Linked DNA regions of Mus musculus: region 1 is linked to region 2. Evidence: chromatin contacts called from public HiChIP or PLAC-seq data. All regions are on one chromosome and are shown on one strand. Each heading gives the region's core, a stretch centred on a gene start, on an enhancer-like site or on the middle of the called end of the contact. The rest is flanking DNA. Distances are from core to core; before and after follow the strand shown. Region 1 has its middle 25 kb from the start of Gm34724. Region 2 has its middle 33 kb from the start of Gm41297.

The links. HiChIP or PLAC-seq counts read pairs in DNA pulled down with a chosen protein or histone mark.
Region 1: an H3K27ac HiChIP or PLAC-seq map of embryonic stem cells shows a contact between it and region 2, with 8 read pairs. The contact joins two enhancer-like sites. A contact is called at or near these places in 1 of 484 Hi-C or Micro-C datasets (embryonic stem cells), 2 of 115 datasets of contacts at active chromatin or transcription factors (both in embryonic stem cells) and 1 of 9 other capture datasets (embryonic stem cells).

What each region holds. Positions count from the first base shown.
Region 1 is chr15:37,069,875-37,072,574 of GRCm38.p6, forward strand. No RefSeq gene overlaps it. Among named protein-coding and RNA genes, the nearest start is that of Gm34724, 25 kb to the left of the region's middle. Within about 2 kb of position 1,352, at least 14 of the 459 cell types and tissues checked have an H3K27ac peak or open chromatin away from gene starts, as enhancers often do. A contact at or near this core is called in embryonic stem cells, where this site is marked.
Region 2 is chr15:36,759,541-36,762,240 of GRCm38.p6, forward strand. No RefSeq gene overlaps it. Among named protein-coding and RNA genes, the nearest start is that of Gm41297, 33 kb to the left of the region's middle. Within about 2 kb of position 1,256, at least 43 of the 459 cell types and tissues checked have an H3K27ac peak or open chromatin away from gene starts, as enhancers often do. A contact at or near this core is called in embryonic stem cells, where this site is marked.

The sequences.
Region 1 (2,700 bases), core at 102-2,601, 310 kb after region 2:
CACCAATCCACCGTCTGTTGGCCTTGTCACTTCAGGCTTGAATCAAGGCTGAAACTTAGAGCAACAGAAGCCTGTGGTAGACTGGATCAACCATCCAGCAGCCAGAAACTCAAAAGGCAGTAAGGTGTCAGGGTTGAGATACCCTTCTAAGCAGACCCTGCAGGCCCCATCTCCCACTACTTTCTCGTAATGACAGCAAATCATGAATCCATCAGTGGCTTAATCCATTAATGAAGTCAGAGCCAATGATCTGATTATTTCTCAGTGATTGAATCTACCCACTGGGTACCCAGCCTTCAAGCTATGATATGAGCCTTTAGGAGAACAGCTCTTATCTAAACTGTAATGCAGCTTATTTGGAAGATGACTGGGAGACACACCCCAGAACACAGAGGTGTGAGACACCTGAGAAAGAACAGCCACTCAACCACTCCTAGAAGCCAGAGGCATCCATTCCAAGACCTCAGAAGCAGGCACAAGGCACTGCAATGCTGGGAAGTGGAGGCTGTTGTCTATCAGTTCCCAGCCCCCACACAGAGCTGTACCTCTGGGTGTAACCTGACCCACCTCATGTGTTTTACTCTTTGCAGTGCTTAGCGTGGAAGTAGACACGATGCACATTTAGTCACAGGGTAGTTAGGTAGATGCTCTGCATTGCTGAGTTTGATCCATTGCATCTGTGGCTGAAATCAGAAGTGGACAGAGGCGAGTACCACTTGCCTACAGTGAACTTCCACCTTTGAAATGATTTTGTGGGAGGAATACACACAAAATCTCATCCATCTTTAAGACTCTCTAAACTTGGGGCTGGAGAGATGGCTCAACAGAGGACCTGGGTTCAATTCCCAGCACCCACATGGTAACTCACAACTTTCTGTACCTCTCATTCAAGAAGATCCGACACTCTCCCACAAACACATATGCAGGCAAAACACCAATGCACATGAGAAAAAACAAAAATAAAAACTTCCTACGCTGTTATCTCTTCCCAGAAGGCCTGGCTGAAAGACAGGCCTACCAGTCAGTCCCTTGGTACTTGGGCCACTGCACAAGTGAGATGTTCCCCTCTATGGCTACAAGTCCCCAGAGCTCCAGTTTACCCCACCCAAGGCATGAGGGCCGTGCTCCGAGGAATCATAAACACAGTATATGCTCTAACTCTTATGAAAACCCTACAAGCTAAGCGTGGTTACCCTCACATTATAAACTAAGGACACTGACCTGTAACCTTCCCCAAGCCTGAAGCAGATTAACCCAGACCTTGACCTTTTCTGCCACTAAGGAGATTACCTAAAATGGAGCCTTCCTAGATCACTCTATTGTTCAGCCACTGTTGCTGTACCTCTTCAAGATACTGCTACCTGCGGGGAGGCTGCAGAGCTATTCCAGAGACTACACCTTATCCTGCACGTGGTCACCTGCAGCTGGGCTCCAAGAATGAATTGGTGGGAATGGGCCTCCCCTCTCCTTTATAAACACATTTGCCATTAAACATTTGAGCCTTGATCAGAACCTTGTCTTGGCTCCATTTCTCTCTTGTCCGCCTAGTTCCCCTCTCTTTTCAGCCCCAGTTTGCTTCCCAGGTGAAACCCAGTTCATGTGAGCCGCGGGTCGGTTTCCAACACTGACCCAGGAAGGAGTAGAGGAACGTGTGCCTGAGGTCATACAAAATCCAGTCTTTGCTGCTCTCTATCCAGCTCTGACACAGGCCAGGGCGACTGGGAGGAGCCTCAGAGGGCTGTATTCCTTTTCTCTGGTGCTGTATGGAGTATACAACAAGCTGGGTGTTGAAAGCAACAAAAGTTGATTTCCTCACAGTTTGGAAGGATAGGACTTCAAGAGCAACCACTAGCCAGGTGGGTATGCTGTAATGGTTGTTTGGCATGGTTCTCCCACCTCTGGCAGCCTCAGACATTCATGGATTTTAAATGACATTCTCCCTGTTACAGCACTTTCTCTTTGCCTGCCCCTGTGTTCAAATCCACCTCCCCTACCTTTAAAGACAACAGTCACGCTGGATGAGAGCCTTCCCAAACAACTGCATCCTCAAATAAAGAACATGTTCTGGGGTGAAACAATTCAACCCATGGCAGTAGGAGATGTTCCAGACTCTTAGACCCTTATTCTTCATGCTGAATGGGGGCCTTCAGCACTTGAATGTCTAAGTATGCTCAGGTGTGGGACACTCAGGTAACCCCCTCAGTCAGGCCTCAGGAATTAGTTCTTTACTTTTCTATCAACAGCCATTTGTTAACATGAGATCAGTTCTTCCCTCAAAAGGACTAAAGAGAGTTTATTCCTGAGCCAAATGTGAATGACTGTGGATGGCTTTAGGACACAGATTTTGAGTTGCCCCAAATAACATCCAAATTCCAGCATAGCAACGTTTTCATAAAGTCTGTTTTTTTTTTTTTTTTTTGAGAACAAAACAAAGACAATCACAAGTCAAGATATAAAGAGTGTGTGTGTGTGAGAGAGAGAGAGAGAGAGAGAGAGAGGGAGAGAGAGACAGTGACAGACAGAATATCAAGTAAGCAAGTTACAGAAAAATGGGGAACTCTCATGTCTGCTGTAAGCTCAGGTCTTATCTGATGGCATCCTTAGCCTGTGGATTGGTGGAGGCTAGCTGGATGCCACCTGATGGTCATAAGGATTTTAGTTCAAGCTCAGATTTGGGCAGTAAATGCATGTTATGAGCTA
Region 2 (2,700 bases), core at 6-2,505:
AGACCTAGGAACAGTAAGACAGGGTAGAAAGCAGGGGCCCAGGCAGTATACAACACCTGGCCACTAGGTGAACCCCTCAGCCTCCTTTTGTCTCCCCTGTCATGTGGACCTTTTGTCCTGTCTTCTGCTACTGGAACAGAAAACCTCGGGCTGGATAAGCCACACACACGGTAGACATTTATTTAGCTCATGTGTCCAGGGGATGTAAAGTCCAAGATCGAGGGACCACATGTAGTGAGGACCTTCTTGTTTCCTTATAAGTCTGCAAGCACATGACAGACAGACAGACAGACAGACAGACAGACAGACAGACAGACAGAGATGGGGGTAATAGGAGTGGGAAAGGGAGTGGGGAAGACCAAACTGATAACAAACCACTCTCTAGAGAGCCACCCATACCCTGAATAATTTGATTAAACTGTTCCTGACCTCAGAGCAAATGTTCATTGCAATGAGTCATGGCTCTGTTTCAAGGCTACACCATCTTCTGCTATACCATCAATACCGGATCCTCACTGGGACACCTCTCAGATATTCTGTTGTCCTGTGCCATGGAGTTCCTTCAGCTTTGGATCTGCAGGGCTGGCCCCTTCACAAATTCCAGCAGATCATAGATGGGACAGATGTTGGGGTGTGCCAGCTCAAAGTGCTAGACCTTGGTCTGGGGGGTAGCTGAGTTGGTCAGTCTGCCAGCTCTCCAATGTTGTGGATAGCCCTGGGGCTAATTACATTTTATGTTAATTCCATTCTCCAGTGAAGGGTTTCATGTGAATGAGGAATGAGTCAGCACTCAGGTGATTTCCTGTAAACCTGCTTCCCACCTTAATTTGTAAAATAAAGGAAAGCTGATGATTGGGCAGATAAAAGGGAAGGTGGAGCAGAAGGTGAGGGAGAGAAGAAGGAGAAAATGCAGAGGAGGAGGAGGAGGAAGAAAAGCAGAGCAGAAGCACATGGCCTGGAGAAACCGCAAGTTCTAAGGGGTCTCATGAGCTGTGGAAGATGGTAGTGTAGCGGTAGATATGCCCAATCTAGACGCACTGCATGTAATCATATTAACTGTGTTGTGTTTTCATTACCAGGGCATATTTGGGAGATTTACTGCAACACTCCTGCACCCGAGCCACCAGTGTGAGCTCTACAGCACTGCCCTAGCTCATCCAATGCTACAACTGGCCAGGGTCAAGGTCTACCTGCCTGTTCTCATGTTCTCATGTGGTGGGAGGCAGCGTATCCCTACCTTTGCCACCAGGGGGAGTTCTGCTGTGCTGCTCAGCTAAGGTTCAAGGCCCATTCTCCCTAGTGCTGCAGCCAGTAAGGGGCTGGGCCAGCTCTCCCACGCTCATGCTGTCAGAGCATCTCACCTGCACCCCCACCATCAGGGTCAGCTCTACTGTGCTGCTCTATAGGGGGTGGTGCTGATGCTGAGGTCCTGTTCTTCAATAGGTTCTCGATTCATCAATAAAGATGCTAGCTGTCAATGACCTGGGCAGAACAGGTGGGACTTCCAAGGTCCCCACAGGCAAGCTAGCAGACCTAGGAGAGAGGGAGTTAAAGGAGATAAAGCCAACCAGCCATGTGAGTCAATGGTCACTGTATCTGATTATGCCAGAGTGGCAGGGGATGTTTAGCAGTACCCAGTCATTGAGTTAGCAAAGGCATTTTGAGATTAACTGGTGTGTGTGTGTGCATAGGGGCTGGTAGCGCAGCCTGCAGCCTGTTCCTGAAGCTTACGGCAGGGTAACAAAAACTACACACTCTACTGCCCAGGTGAGGGATGGAGCCAGTTCTCCCAAGAGCCTCACAAACATTCCTGGGCACACAACTCTGAGACACAGTGAGTGGTGTGTTCTCAGCCAATACATCTTAGGGTTGATTCGCTATATTATATTAGTCAGATTCTACATTTCCCCTCAAGATAGAGGCCATGACCCTTTGCATTTTACAGCTAAGGATAGGTGCAGTAAATTCCCTTGGCCGCACTGTCTGTTGTTCAAGTGATGGGGGCCAGGCTCCAGCTCCAACATGTCTCCTGGGTGAGAGGTTCTGTTTTCCTGCCCCACCAAGGCATCTGATTTCTAAATGGGAAGTGAAAGTTAAAAGGCAGCTGGGTCAGGGAGACCCTCGGTGGCCAGGCAGGGCCAGTACAAGATGGGTCTCCACCTCTGTGTCAGTCTCCCTGGGCATGCCTATTAGCCTCAGTGCCTGACATGGTTGGTCAAACCCAACATCATCTTTGTGTCAAAGTACTTCCATCACCAAGGTCAAGGCCCTTGCTCCTTACATGGTTTAGTTTTGGTGCTGGCCAGTCATCTCCTGGAGTCATCAGAGCCTGGAGAACATAGGTCGCAGTGCCTGTCTGCAAGCTTCACTTCTGTTTATTGAACTGCTTAGTCTTCACCACAGCTCATTCCTAATTTACCAATAAGAAATCTGAGGTTCGGGGAAGAAAAATGGTATCAAGGATTAGTTTTGTTTTGAATTCACAGAGCCATCTGACTCCATACTTAAGGGCAGCAGGCACCAAGCAGGTCTTTCCCTTCCCCTGACACGGAATCTTCCTAGCTTAGAGTCTTTCCGGAACTGGTCCCAGAGTGATCAAGGATGGTGCGAGTGTCAGCTCGATCCCAATTTACCCATTCTAACAGCTAAGCAGACTCCTTCCTAATATTAAAATGATAAAAACAGGGCTATAAAATCAGC